2 separate regions of the Mus musculus genome follow, and region 1 is linked to region 2. Evidence: chromatin contacts called from public Hi-C data. All regions are on one chromosome and are shown on one strand. The core of a region is the stretch at or near the end of the contact, and the rest is flanking DNA. Distances in the headings are between cores, read along the strand shown. Region 1 overlaps Slc30a7 (solute carrier family 30 (zinc transporter), member 7). Region 2 has its middle 29 kb from the start of A930005H10Rik.

Region 1 (6,063 bases), core at 630-3,129, 110 kb before region 2:
GAGTAAAGAGAGAAAGCGATAGAGGTGGCAGATCAAAAAAGGCCAAGTGCTCAGCTCTTCATTGACCAAGAATGTGCCTCTGATACTCAAACGGTTGGGAGGTGTGTGTGCATTGGAGTGAACAGTGAGGTAAAAGTAGAAAGAAAAGTGAGGAGCCAGCCCCCTGCCCCCATCTCCCATAAGTCTACCTGAGAAATCTTAAACCTTATCTCAAGTACCAACTCAGTATTGCCTTTCCTGTAAAACCTGTGCTTTTATAAGGAACGCCATGCTCATCAGTAGGGGCATAGATGGGGTTCCACTCCACTCACAAGACTGACCTTCTGGTATATTATTGAGCCTGTAGACTCTGGGCATGGTGACAGGCGCCATGGTCCTAGCACCTGGGAGGCTGAGGGAGCAGACTTCCACTCTGAGACCAGCCTGGGTTATACAGCAAGAAAAACTAAAAAGCATTTTTCTTTCCAATCTCTCCATGTTTTCTGTGCCGTATTGTCCAGGTAAAGTGTGTTGTGGAAACCTGCTCTGTCCTTTCTCATCTAGACAGACTCAGTTTTCCCTTTGACAGTGGAGGTCACTTCCCACAGTTGGTTTTCTCCCAACATTTTCTGGCCCCAAGCAATGGGGAGTGAGAATTTCTGGGCAACACTGGTTTGTACTGTGGTGACTTTTGTTTCTCAGTGAGGAGCCGGAGTGGAAGCTGCAGAGAGAGAATATTAGTTCCCGGAAATGGATCTCGGGTGCAGTTTACAGTGGGTCGCCCCCTTCTCCTCCCACGAGAAAGCTGGCATTGGAAGGAAGTAGAAAGCGGAGGAAATTGGATGTGTCACTGCAAGCTCTAAATGATCCCATTGACTTAGTGCGATTGTGTTCACCACTTGAATAAAAGGGAGCCAGCGCCACGCTCGGTGGGAGGACCCGGGAGGACACAGCAGTGCGCGTTGTCTCAGGCAGCTTCTGAAGCCTCCTAGACTTCTTTATTACTATTATCTGTTTGTGAAGTCTTCCAGTCCTCATCCTTCTTGTATTTTGTACTTATGAAAAACAAAAACAGTCATGTAGATGTACATAAAAGAATGTCCTCCTGTTTTGTATAAGAAGTTTTAAATAATACATTTATTTTTTATCATACTGAGGGAAATACTCATTTTCAAGGCAGATTTAGAGGGTTGAGCAATGACAAGCACCGGGTGTGATTAGAGGTAAGAGCTAGAAGGCCATGCATGACGAAAACAAGCTCTGCAGGTGGCATTCTATAAAGCGACTGACAAGTCACTCTTCAGATGTTCATGATTTGACCAGGACGCCAACTTTGGCAAACTATAATTGATTCCAATTATTTGTGCTTTATAATGACCAAAAATCACACATAGGAAACTACTCTATCTCCATATAGTCATATATAAGAGATTGTAGGCATTTTATCTTTTTCAGAAATGTTTTTAGGCGTTCCCTAACAATTTCCGTTGTGGTTTGCCTTTCAAGTGGCTACGTTTACTATTCTTTGGGCCGTGTGAGGCACAAGAAAACAATCTCTCAGAATTTTATCTCCTGCTTGTATACGTTTTCAGTTTGTGAGACTGAACGAATTGGACACTGTTGCCCCAGAGTTACAGTGACTGGTCAATTTAACACCATTTTCTAACTAGCTTTCTGGGGCACACAAGGCACCTATTTACAGGTACTAAGCATTTCTCACCGGTGCATCTAGAAAGTGCTGGGCCTGTGCTGTCCTCGAGGAGCTAAGAGGCCCTCACTCTGGTCATGTGTGTTTAGTGGTTCCTATGAAGAACCTGAGTTAGGAGATGCAGGCAGAGAGGATCTCTACAAATATTGAAAGAATTCAATAGCATTGACTCGAGAACGCTGACAGAACAGAGTCTATGACGTAATGCTACCGTGGAACAAGCGTGCAGTGGTTTTACTGGATCACCTTTTACACTCTAAGGACAGAACACTAATTCAGTCAGTTTTTGCCTTTGTCTATAAACCATAGAAATTGGTTACTTCAGCAAACTCCAATCTTACCCATTTTCCCTTACACACACACACACACACACACACACACGCACACACACACACACACACGCACACACACACGCACACACACACATGCATGCACACAGGAGGGAGAGACAGAGACGGGTCATAAATACCCCTCAATGGTTAGTGTATGCAATGTTAAGTATGCGTTAGCTGCTTGAGGACACGGTTGTTTCCTAGCCAGGGAGGGCAGATGGGGTTTTGGTTCTTAGGATCACAGAACGGGAGTGAGGTTTGTTTTCACTTGACGCTCACTAAGTTTCCCTTAAAGAACATTGGTGGCTTTGATGCCGTTGCTTACCGTCAGAAGTTAACGCTGTGTGAATGTCACAAGTCCACCTGGAGCCCACTCCTCTTGCAGTTTTTCCTGGGGGAAATGTTGTTTTTCAAACAGCTGATTAGTACCTGAAGACACAAGCAGTTTGTAGGTTCGGAGTCAGTCACTTTGCCTCCTCTTTAAGGGCTTGTTCTCTGCTGAGGGAAGTACTGGGCCACGGATGTAAACTGATTCAGACTGAAGAGACGAGTGCTGTGCGGTGCGGTGCGGTCTTCCCATGTGAGCGTCTCAGTAATCCGTTTCCCTTTCAGCAACAGACACATCGTATTGTTTCTTCTGTCCTAAAGTCAGGTGTCACATGGATAGAGCTGCATACCTACACACCCATGCACACACACATACACAACATGAAAAAAAAAAGTGCCCTGGACCTGAAGTGTCACCCGGAGAAAGGCCCGTGTAGTAAAGGCTTGGTCTTGATTGGAGCACAATTGGGAGATGGTGGAACCAGGTACAGCCTGGTGAAGGTCCTCAGGTCACTGGGGTATGTCCCCGAAGGAAGTAGTGAGACTCTGGCCCCTTCTCTTGTGTTTGCTTGTTGGCTCTATGAAGTGAATCTGCACTGTCATTCCTAGTCTGTCATGAAGTGCCCTGCCATGGGCCTGAAAATAATGACTGCCTGTGACAACTGAGCCAGAGAAACCATTTCTCTTTATAGTTTGGTAGCTCGGTGTATTTGTAATAGTATGGAAAGTTGACTCACATAACAAGGTAAGTGTTGATCTGCTGATTTTTTTAAGTAGACATTTCAGAAAGTTTTTAAACCTATGAGTACCTTATTGATGCTTCCAGAATAAATCGCTTAGGATCAAAATGCTGTTATCGGCCTCTTGCCTGGTTTTCAGGCTGTGGTTGTTTTCCATCATAGTTCCTGTGCATAAAACTTTAGCTCTTTATTTATGGGAAAAGCACTTGGTTGCCTTCATGCGCCTTTAATCACAGTATCCTAATCTATGGTCCCCTTCGTCCTGTTTCCTGTCGGCCCTGAGGAGTCTCGGAAGCCCAGACTTCTGAAGCCCCCCTGTTCCTAACTACTTACACCTCTGAATTTATCATCCCCATTTTCTAAAACAGTGGTGCTGGATGTAGCAGGAGTCAGTAGATAGGCCCGTCAGCACAGCAGGACTCCCGCCCTCAGCCTGACACCGTGGACTTGGTTCACAGTAGTGTTTTGGGTTCTGGAGACCCAGACTGAGGCTTGGATGGCTCGAATTATGGTTCTGCTCTCATCCATGAATGTGGATCTTGTTGTTGTTGTTGTTGCTTTTTAAGTTTCATGATTATGTGATTAAATGCCTTTTTACGGATTGTTGACACAGGATATACTTCCAGCATGCTATGAGCCAAGGCTAATAATGGAAAATAAGAATTGACACACTGTAGATTGCTTTAAGAAGTAGAGTGAGTTTTCAGAACCAGAGGGCAAAGATTACTAAATAACAACAACTCTGACATTACAGTTTAAATGAGGGCAGCCATCTCTGACCTGCAGAGATGAGAGAGTCGAGTCTTTACAATAGAAGCTTGCAAAAGCTCTGTGTGTAAGTAACATTGCAAGAAGTAGAGTTTTACTGTTACTTTAACAGAAGTCTCACTCTTCCCTCAAGAGCCATGCATTTTTTGTCAGGATCTGTCAGATAAAGGAGGAGAGGTCATTAATGAAATATAAATGTATATCCATATATCCAAATCCAGACAACCCTACTGTAGAGTTCCTTGTTTCTGACCACTGTTCATCCATGAGTCATTATAAAGGAAGCCTACTCTTACAGATGGACCTGAGTTCAGTTCCCAGCAACCACATGGTGGCTCACAACCATCTGTAATGGGATCCACCCCCCCTTCTGGTCTATCTGAAGACAGCAACAGTGTACTCACATAAATAAATACATCTTAAAAAAAAAAAAAGAAAGCATAAAACTGTACCTTACTTTCGTTGCTTTTATTTAAAGGCTTATAAGATGCCACTATTTCATATTTTCCCTTTTTCCTACCCCAAAGATGTGAAATCCTGGCATAGCTCTCTGCAGTCTTGTTTGGGATGAATGGGATCTCTCTTTGTGAAGTGGCTGAAGCCTTACACGTGAAATAGGAAGGGGGCTGTGGGGAATGGCTGACTACACAGATTGTCCCAGGCTGGATGGTTACCTCACAGTTTCCATGATCAGTATTCTGGGCAGAGCCCAGCTGCCTTCTCTGCTCAGGCCTCACAAAGCTGTAACTAATGTGTTGGCTGGGGCTACAGCCTCCTCTGAGGCTCAGGGTCATCTTGCAAACTTATGTGGTTGTCAGCAGAAATCCTGAGCATGCAGCTGTTAGCTCATGGTGGCTTGCTTCTTCAGAATCGCAGAGGAGTATTTGGCCTCAACCAATACTTTAGACCCACTCTTAAGGGCTTGGCTCTGATCAAGTCAGGCATCGCCAGGGTTTTTTCCTTGATGAACTAAAAATCAACTCATTTGTACCTCAAAATACATCTTAAATTCACTTTGCCTTAGTTGTACTCCATTGCATTGAAGTGAGCCACGGGTTTCCCACACACTTGAGAATGGGGGATTATATATCTGAGTGACTCACTAAGGGTCACTTTAAGGTATGTGACTCATTTTTTCCTTTCTCTTCTGTTTTCTAAATGTCCAGCCCCACACTTAGAAAAGAGCTAGGGTTCGTCAGTGCAGACCAGTGGCTGATGACTGGCTGACTGGGTGAGAGAGCAGAAAAGCGCAGGTCCCAAGCGCTTCCTCGGGGTCTCGTGCTGCTTTCTGTCGTCCACTGAGTGTCCTTGTGCAGGGTGTGCATTGTCTCCAGATGTTTTCTTGTTACACAGTGGTGCGATTCTGGTTCCTTAAAATAAATCAACAGAATGGCACCAGTGTTTGTCAAAACCACCAGAAATGATGGGCAAATCCATCCCTGGAGGCCTCAGATCTGTAGTCTGTAAAATGATTTTCAAGCTACAGGAGTTCAGAATTATCTGATATTTATTCAATTCCAGATTTGTTATAATTTAGAACATTCAGTGCTATTTTCAAAAAGTCTTCTGGAAATCATGTACAATTTGTGTTCATTCTAAGAAAGCAAAGGTAATTCAGTATTACAGAGTTTATGCATATTATTTGTCATATTAAACAATGGAGAGAGAAAACCATGAGATCATTGCCAGAGATGCCAAAGAGACATTTGGACAAATGCAATGGCCCTTGGTTCGTTCGTTCCTTCCTTCCTTCTTTCCTTCCTTCCTTCCTTCTTTCCTTCCTTCCTTCCTTCCTTCCTTCCTTCCTTCCATCCATCTCTGGAGAAGAGTTAGTAAATATTGATTGTAAGGTAGGTAAGGGAAAACAAGCCTAACATGTGTCTTTATAACTAAAAGTGATGTGCCTGGAAAGCAAAATGACTTGCGGTTCAGACCAGTGAGTCCTGGAGCAGATGCATTTTTTGTGCACATGCAGCATCATAGATCAGGGGTAAAAGATGCCTTTCAATAATGGCATTGCCATGTGGAAAAAGATACACTTGGAAATGTACCTTATGTTCTAGACCTGGAGAAACTGCCAATGGCTTTGAGCCAGAAAAGTCAAATGCAAAAGCACGTTAGCACTAGAAGAAGCCATGACTGAGTGACTTAGCTGCATGAGAGTACTAGTGATGGCTGTGGCTCAGACTTAGAAGGAAATGGTGGGTGA
Region 2 (5,419 bases), core at 1,508-4,007:
GATATGATGCCTGTAGCAGGTGAAACTTTTAAGTTGAGGCTAGGGATGGGGTGTGAGTGTGGGGTGACACTTTGTACCTAAACCATAAAACCTGGAATGAAAGGTTCACAAGGTTCAAAGCCAAGAAGTGTGCTTTAGCCCTGAATTGGTCAATTAGTCAGGATTTTCTGGAGTAACAGAACTTATAGAGTAAATGTCTGTCTGTCTATGTGTGTATATTTATGTATTATGTATGTATGTAAGTATATGAGTTTGAATCCAGCAACATGGCTGCTCTGGCAAGGGATCACATCCAAAGACTGTGAGATCTGGCTGGAATGCAGACACATGACACACCTTTAATCCCTCTGGCTGCAATACAAACATGCCCTTAGTACACACCTTTAATCCCCAATCTATGAAGGTAAAGTTAATTTGTGGAAGGAAGCAGCCACATTTGAAAGTGATTTCTAATTGATGGGTAGACAGAGTGATGAGTCAGAGAAAGATTTGACAGAATGAGTCAGAGGTAGGATATGCCCAACTCTCAGGAGAACAGACAGGAAGGAGAGTATACTTAAGAGCAGTGCAGACACACACACACACACACACACACACACACACACACACACACACACAGAGAGAGAGAGAGAGAGAGAGAGAGAGAGAGAGAGGTGAACCCGTTCATGCAGTGCAATCAGTGCAGTGCAGCTGAGTTTGTTCCTGAGTTCTGTTCAGTTTATGCAGGTTGTGCAATGCAGGTCAGCTTGGAGAGGAGTTTGAGCCAGAACAGCTGAGTTGAGTCAGCCAGCCAGAGTTCAGAAAGAACTAGAAAGACTGAGCTCATCTAGCAGTAAGCCTCTGAGATGACAATTACATCTGGCAAATAAAAGTTACTTTGCATATGTATGTATGTATGTATGTATGTATGTATGTATGTATGTATATAAAGGGTATCTTTTAGAATGACTTACAGCTAATACAACAGTAGCTAGCTATAACAGGAAATAAGAATCTGAATCTAAGAGTCAGAAGTTGCTGAGCCCACTAGGCTAGACTTCAGTATGTACTGGGATCCTGAAGAAGTAGGCTCTAATGCCAGAGAAGGAATGGACTTGCTAGCAAGAGTGAGAATAAGCAGGCAAAGAGCAAATCCTACCTCCTTCCATGCCCCATCGGCTTCCAGCCTCAAGAGGCATGTCTTCTCTCAGCTCAGAAAGATCTGGATTAAAGGTGTGTCTTCCTACCTCAGAGAGTCAGATTAGAAGTGGGTCTCTGTACTTTAAATGAAGCAAAAATACTTCCCAGGTGTGTTCTCCATTTTGGGATTTTAGTTAACTCCAGATGTAGTCAAGTTGACACAAGCCAGGTGGTGGTGATGCACGCCTTTAATCCCAGCACTTGGGAGGCAAAGGCAGGCAGATTTCTGAGTTCGAGGCCAGCCTGGTCTACAGAGTGAGTTCCAGGACAGCCAGGACTACACAGAGAAACCCTGTCTCAAAAAACCAAAAAAAAAAAAAAAAAAAAAAAAAGAAAAAAGAAAAAGAAAAGAAAGGAGGTTAGCAGGCATGATACATGCCTTTAATCCCAGCACTTGGGAAGTATAGGCACAAGGATCTCTGTGAGTTTGAGGCCAGCCTGCTCTACATAGCAAGCACCAGGACTAATAATAGAGAGACGCTCTTTCAAGAAAAAAAGAATAGCAGTCACAAACCCAGATCTTTTTGTTGTTGTTGTTGTTGTTGTTGTTGTTTGTTTTTTCGAGACAGAGTTTAATCCCAAATCCTGGGATTAAAGGCATGTGCCACCACATAAGTGTGTATACATATGAGTGGTTTGTGAGGGGAAGACTTGTGGTATAGTAATTTGTTTAGGTAAAATTAAGTAAGGTCAGTGAGATAGTTCAGCAAGGCAAAGGTACTTGCCATCATGCCTGGCCACTGAGTTTAATCCCTGGGACCCATAAGGTGGGAGGAGAGAAGTGGCCACTGCACATTGTCCTCTGACTTTCATCAGTCAAAGGACACACATGCCTCTCTTCCCTCATATAGACACACTAAATAAATAATAAATACGCAAAATATTTACATATTAATCACATTTTAACTAAGAAATTAAGATATCTAACAGCTAAGATAACAATCTTACAATTTAATCTATGGAGACCACTTTGCAACCAGACAATTCCCTGCACTTCACTTCTGTATACCAGATTGTTAACCAATCCCTGACACTATTAATGATACTCTGTTATGCTTGCAGACAGGAGCCTAGCATAACTGTCCTCTGAGAGCCTCCACCCAGCAGCTGACCAAAACAGATCCAGAGTCCCACAACCAAACATTAGACAGAGCTCAGGAAGTCTTGTGGAAGAGTTGGGGGAAGGATTGAGGAATCTGAAGAGGGTAGGGACTCCATAAGAAGACCAACAGAGTCAACTAACCTGGACCTTGGGGGCTCCCAGAGATTGAGCCACCAACTAGGGAGTATGCGTGGGCTGGACCTGTTAGGGTTCGAGATCATAGGAGAATAATACCCCAAACTCAAATAGTATGCAAAAGCAAAGAGTTTATTCAGCAGAATTTCCTGCATGCATGTGTGGGTTTCCCCACTTGGGAATTGAGAGCCTTGGTGGACTAGCAGGCCCAGCTTTTATTGTCAGGGGAATTCCAGGGAGGGGCGTGTGCCCTTTTGCCTTGATTGGTTAGCACTATCCCTAAGGGTTTGACTGATTTTATAACTGGTTGGGCTCAGGAGACTTCCCAGGGGGTGGTTTACTCATTCTAGCTACCTATTCTTACTTCAGGCCAGATGAAAAGGTGCCCTTGGATTGGCTGCACACTGCTGTGGTTGGCTGACTATGGATTCTTGGATTCCGATTCTCATTTCTGGGAAACAGAAACTTAGGCCTAGCCTCCAAAATTGCCAGTTTGCCGCCTGTCGTGGAGTCACCTCTGCTCTAGCTAACTTAGTCCTCTCAGACCTAGGACCCCTCCCCCCCCACGCACATGAAGCAGATATGCAATGTGGTATTCATGTGAGTCCCCCAACAACTGGAGAGGGACTGCCCCCGAATCTGTTGCCTGTCTGTGGATCCTGTTCCCCTAATTGGGCTGGCTACCTTGTCTGGCCTCCTGCAGTGACTTGATGTGCCAGGGTGGGGTGATATCCAGGGGGTCCTTTTCAGAGGAGAGAGAAGAGGAGGTATTGTGGGGGGGGGGGAGTCTGTCTGAGGAGGGACTAGGAGGAGGGGGTTGAGATCAGCATGTAAAGTGAGTGAATAAATTAATGGATGAGAAAACATGTGTACAGGGGATAACACTGGGGCAGAAGACTGGGTGACTGGAAGGGATGAACCTTGAGAGGAGACGAAGCAGCAGCGATAGAGCCAGCATCCTAAGGCAAAGCTCTGAAGCACACCAGCATAGATAATGGGGATGGGGATGGAGGGGGCAGGGACAGGAGAAAAGCAGGAGTAGTGAGGGATAAAACAAGAGAGGTGAGGGCAAGGCGGCCAAGTGTGCAGGGCCTTAGGCTACGGTAGAGATTTTGAAATTTGTGTCCAATGAAATGACTTCAGAAGCAAAGACTCCCTCCTAAAATTCAAGGAGCCCTGAAACAAAATGCCACAGTGCCCCCTCTTAACCAACTAAGGAGAACGGTCTCTACCCTGAATTATATTCTGAGTGGAGATGATTCTGTAAGATTACCAATAGTTCGGTTTTAGGAAAGGAAGAGTTGCCTAGTGATGCGACGGGGTCTGTGGTCGCTAGAGTTCTTAGAACAGCTCGACAGTTTCTCGGGGTTTCTGACTTTCACCTCTCTAAAGTGTTTGGCAGAAAGTTTCAGTAAAAGACCGCTGGTATTTTCCTAAGACTTTGGTGTATTATTGCTCTGACTCCGGTGTCAGAGCACCCGTTCTATTAGCCGTTCAATCTCAAATCCAACAAACATCTACTTTGTGCCTGTTACATTCCAGGACCCATGGAAAGTACTGACAGATGTGCGATTACTTCCGAATTCATGTCAGTCAAGGGACTGAGATTTAGACATAGGTAGGGGGTGATGTAGCAGCTGCCCGGTGTGTACTTGATGGGCAGTTGGACGGATGACAGATGGCAACTGTGAGAATGGTGCTGCTTCTGTCTGAGGATGTCAGAACGGAGCAAGAATTCATGTTTGACCATCAGCCCCATTAGGACGGGAGACGGCTCATCTTCTTTCCTGGATCTAGTACAGAAAACTATTAATGAATAATTAATAATTATTCATTATATTCAGAATAATTGATGCTCAGTAAAATTGTATTGAATGAATGAATGAATGGGATGTTGCATAGAGTGAAATGGGCATAAGGTTTGTTCAGGAGATAGGTCACACTATTGACAAGTGCAAGAGAGCTCGTGCAAACTGGACAACGATGTGAAGCCGTAGTAGCAAAACGATTTCCGTCCAGATTTGTGAAACAACTACATTTTTTAAAACACAGAAATGTCTATTTTCCAAGCTCATTCAACTAGTATGTTTACAAGCAAGAACTCTGAAATCAGTGTAGATTGGCACTGTCCTAATGATACAAAGATCCGCTTGAGTAAACTTGGTAGAAAAAAAGAAAATTACAGATTTTGACACCCAGCAAAAATGGAGTATCTTTCTCACTCGTTGTTACATGTCAGCCTTCATCAGGTACAACAAACCCTGGAAGTGATTTGCACTGAATGACAAACGAAATTGGACAAAATTCACTTAAAACTGGTTCACACCAGCTTGCAGCGTGTACTATTAACAGCTAAGATCAAGTCACAAAACCCTATTTTGAGGAGAAAGGGTTTAGTGAACCCTAGAAATTGGGTTTGATTTATGCCAGCAAATCTGCCTTTTCAGGGCTCGAGATTTCTAAGGAAGAAAGCCACAGTTCTTACCAAATGGTTTCTAAGGAAACTCCTTACCCCACAGCCTCTGAAAACAATTTGGTCGTTAATGAGAGCTCCTTCTCACGGTGGGAAAGTGTTGACTAAAAGAAAAGGCTCCTAGACTGGGCAGGCAGTCTGTAAAGATGTTCAGTGTGCTGCAGTCACCTTTACCAAGTTTCTACTCTGAGTAAACATTTTTAGGTCCCGTTTCACAGTCGTCCTTACTCATAAGGATACTTTTCTGAGGAAGCTGGGACAGTAGCTGAGCATACCCGCTGACAAATGAGCTTGCACATGCATTCAAACAAGCTGCATTCCAGAAGCTGGCCACTCCATTGAGATTTTTGGCTGGTGTTGGAATCCAGCAATGTAGGATTTACATATGAGTTTTAAATGATAAATATTAAATTAGCATGAATAAAATAGATCTAAAAGCCTAGACAGCATTGCATATCTTGAATTATGTTTTTAAAATGTACTCTGAAGTGTCAATAAGTTATTCTTATTTTTACTTCAAGTTTTTCACC

Evidence for each region. A called contact is a pair of places that touch in the nucleus more often than the background predicts.
Region 1: a contact with region 2 is called in a Hi-C map of CD8 T cells, with 4 times the contacts expected there. The contact joins two enhancer-like sites. A contact is called at or near these places in 2 of 39 promoter capture datasets (hippocampal neurons and liver), 1 of 484 Hi-C or Micro-C datasets (CD8 T cells) and 3 of 115 datasets of contacts at active chromatin or transcription factors (CD8 T cells and astrocytes).

What each region holds. Positions count from the first base shown.
Region 1 is chr3:115,967,862-115,973,924 of GRCm38.p6, reverse strand. All of the region lies in intron 8 of Slc30a7 (solute carrier family 30 (zinc transporter), member 7), which reads left to right. Among named protein-coding and RNA genes, the nearest start is that of Mir669n, 9.0 kb to the left of the region's middle. Within about 2 kb of position 1,879, at least 23 of the 459 cell types and tissues checked have an H3K27ac peak or open chromatin away from gene starts, as enhancers often do. A contact at or near this core is called in CD8 T cells, where this site is marked.
Region 2 is chr3:115,856,294-115,861,712 of GRCm38.p6, reverse strand. No RefSeq gene overlaps it. Among named protein-coding and RNA genes, the nearest start is that of A930005H10Rik, 29 kb to the left of the region's middle. Within about 2 kb of position 2,757, at least 27 of the 459 cell types and tissues checked have an H3K27ac peak or open chromatin away from gene starts, as enhancers often do. A contact at or near this core is called in CD8 T cells, where this site is marked.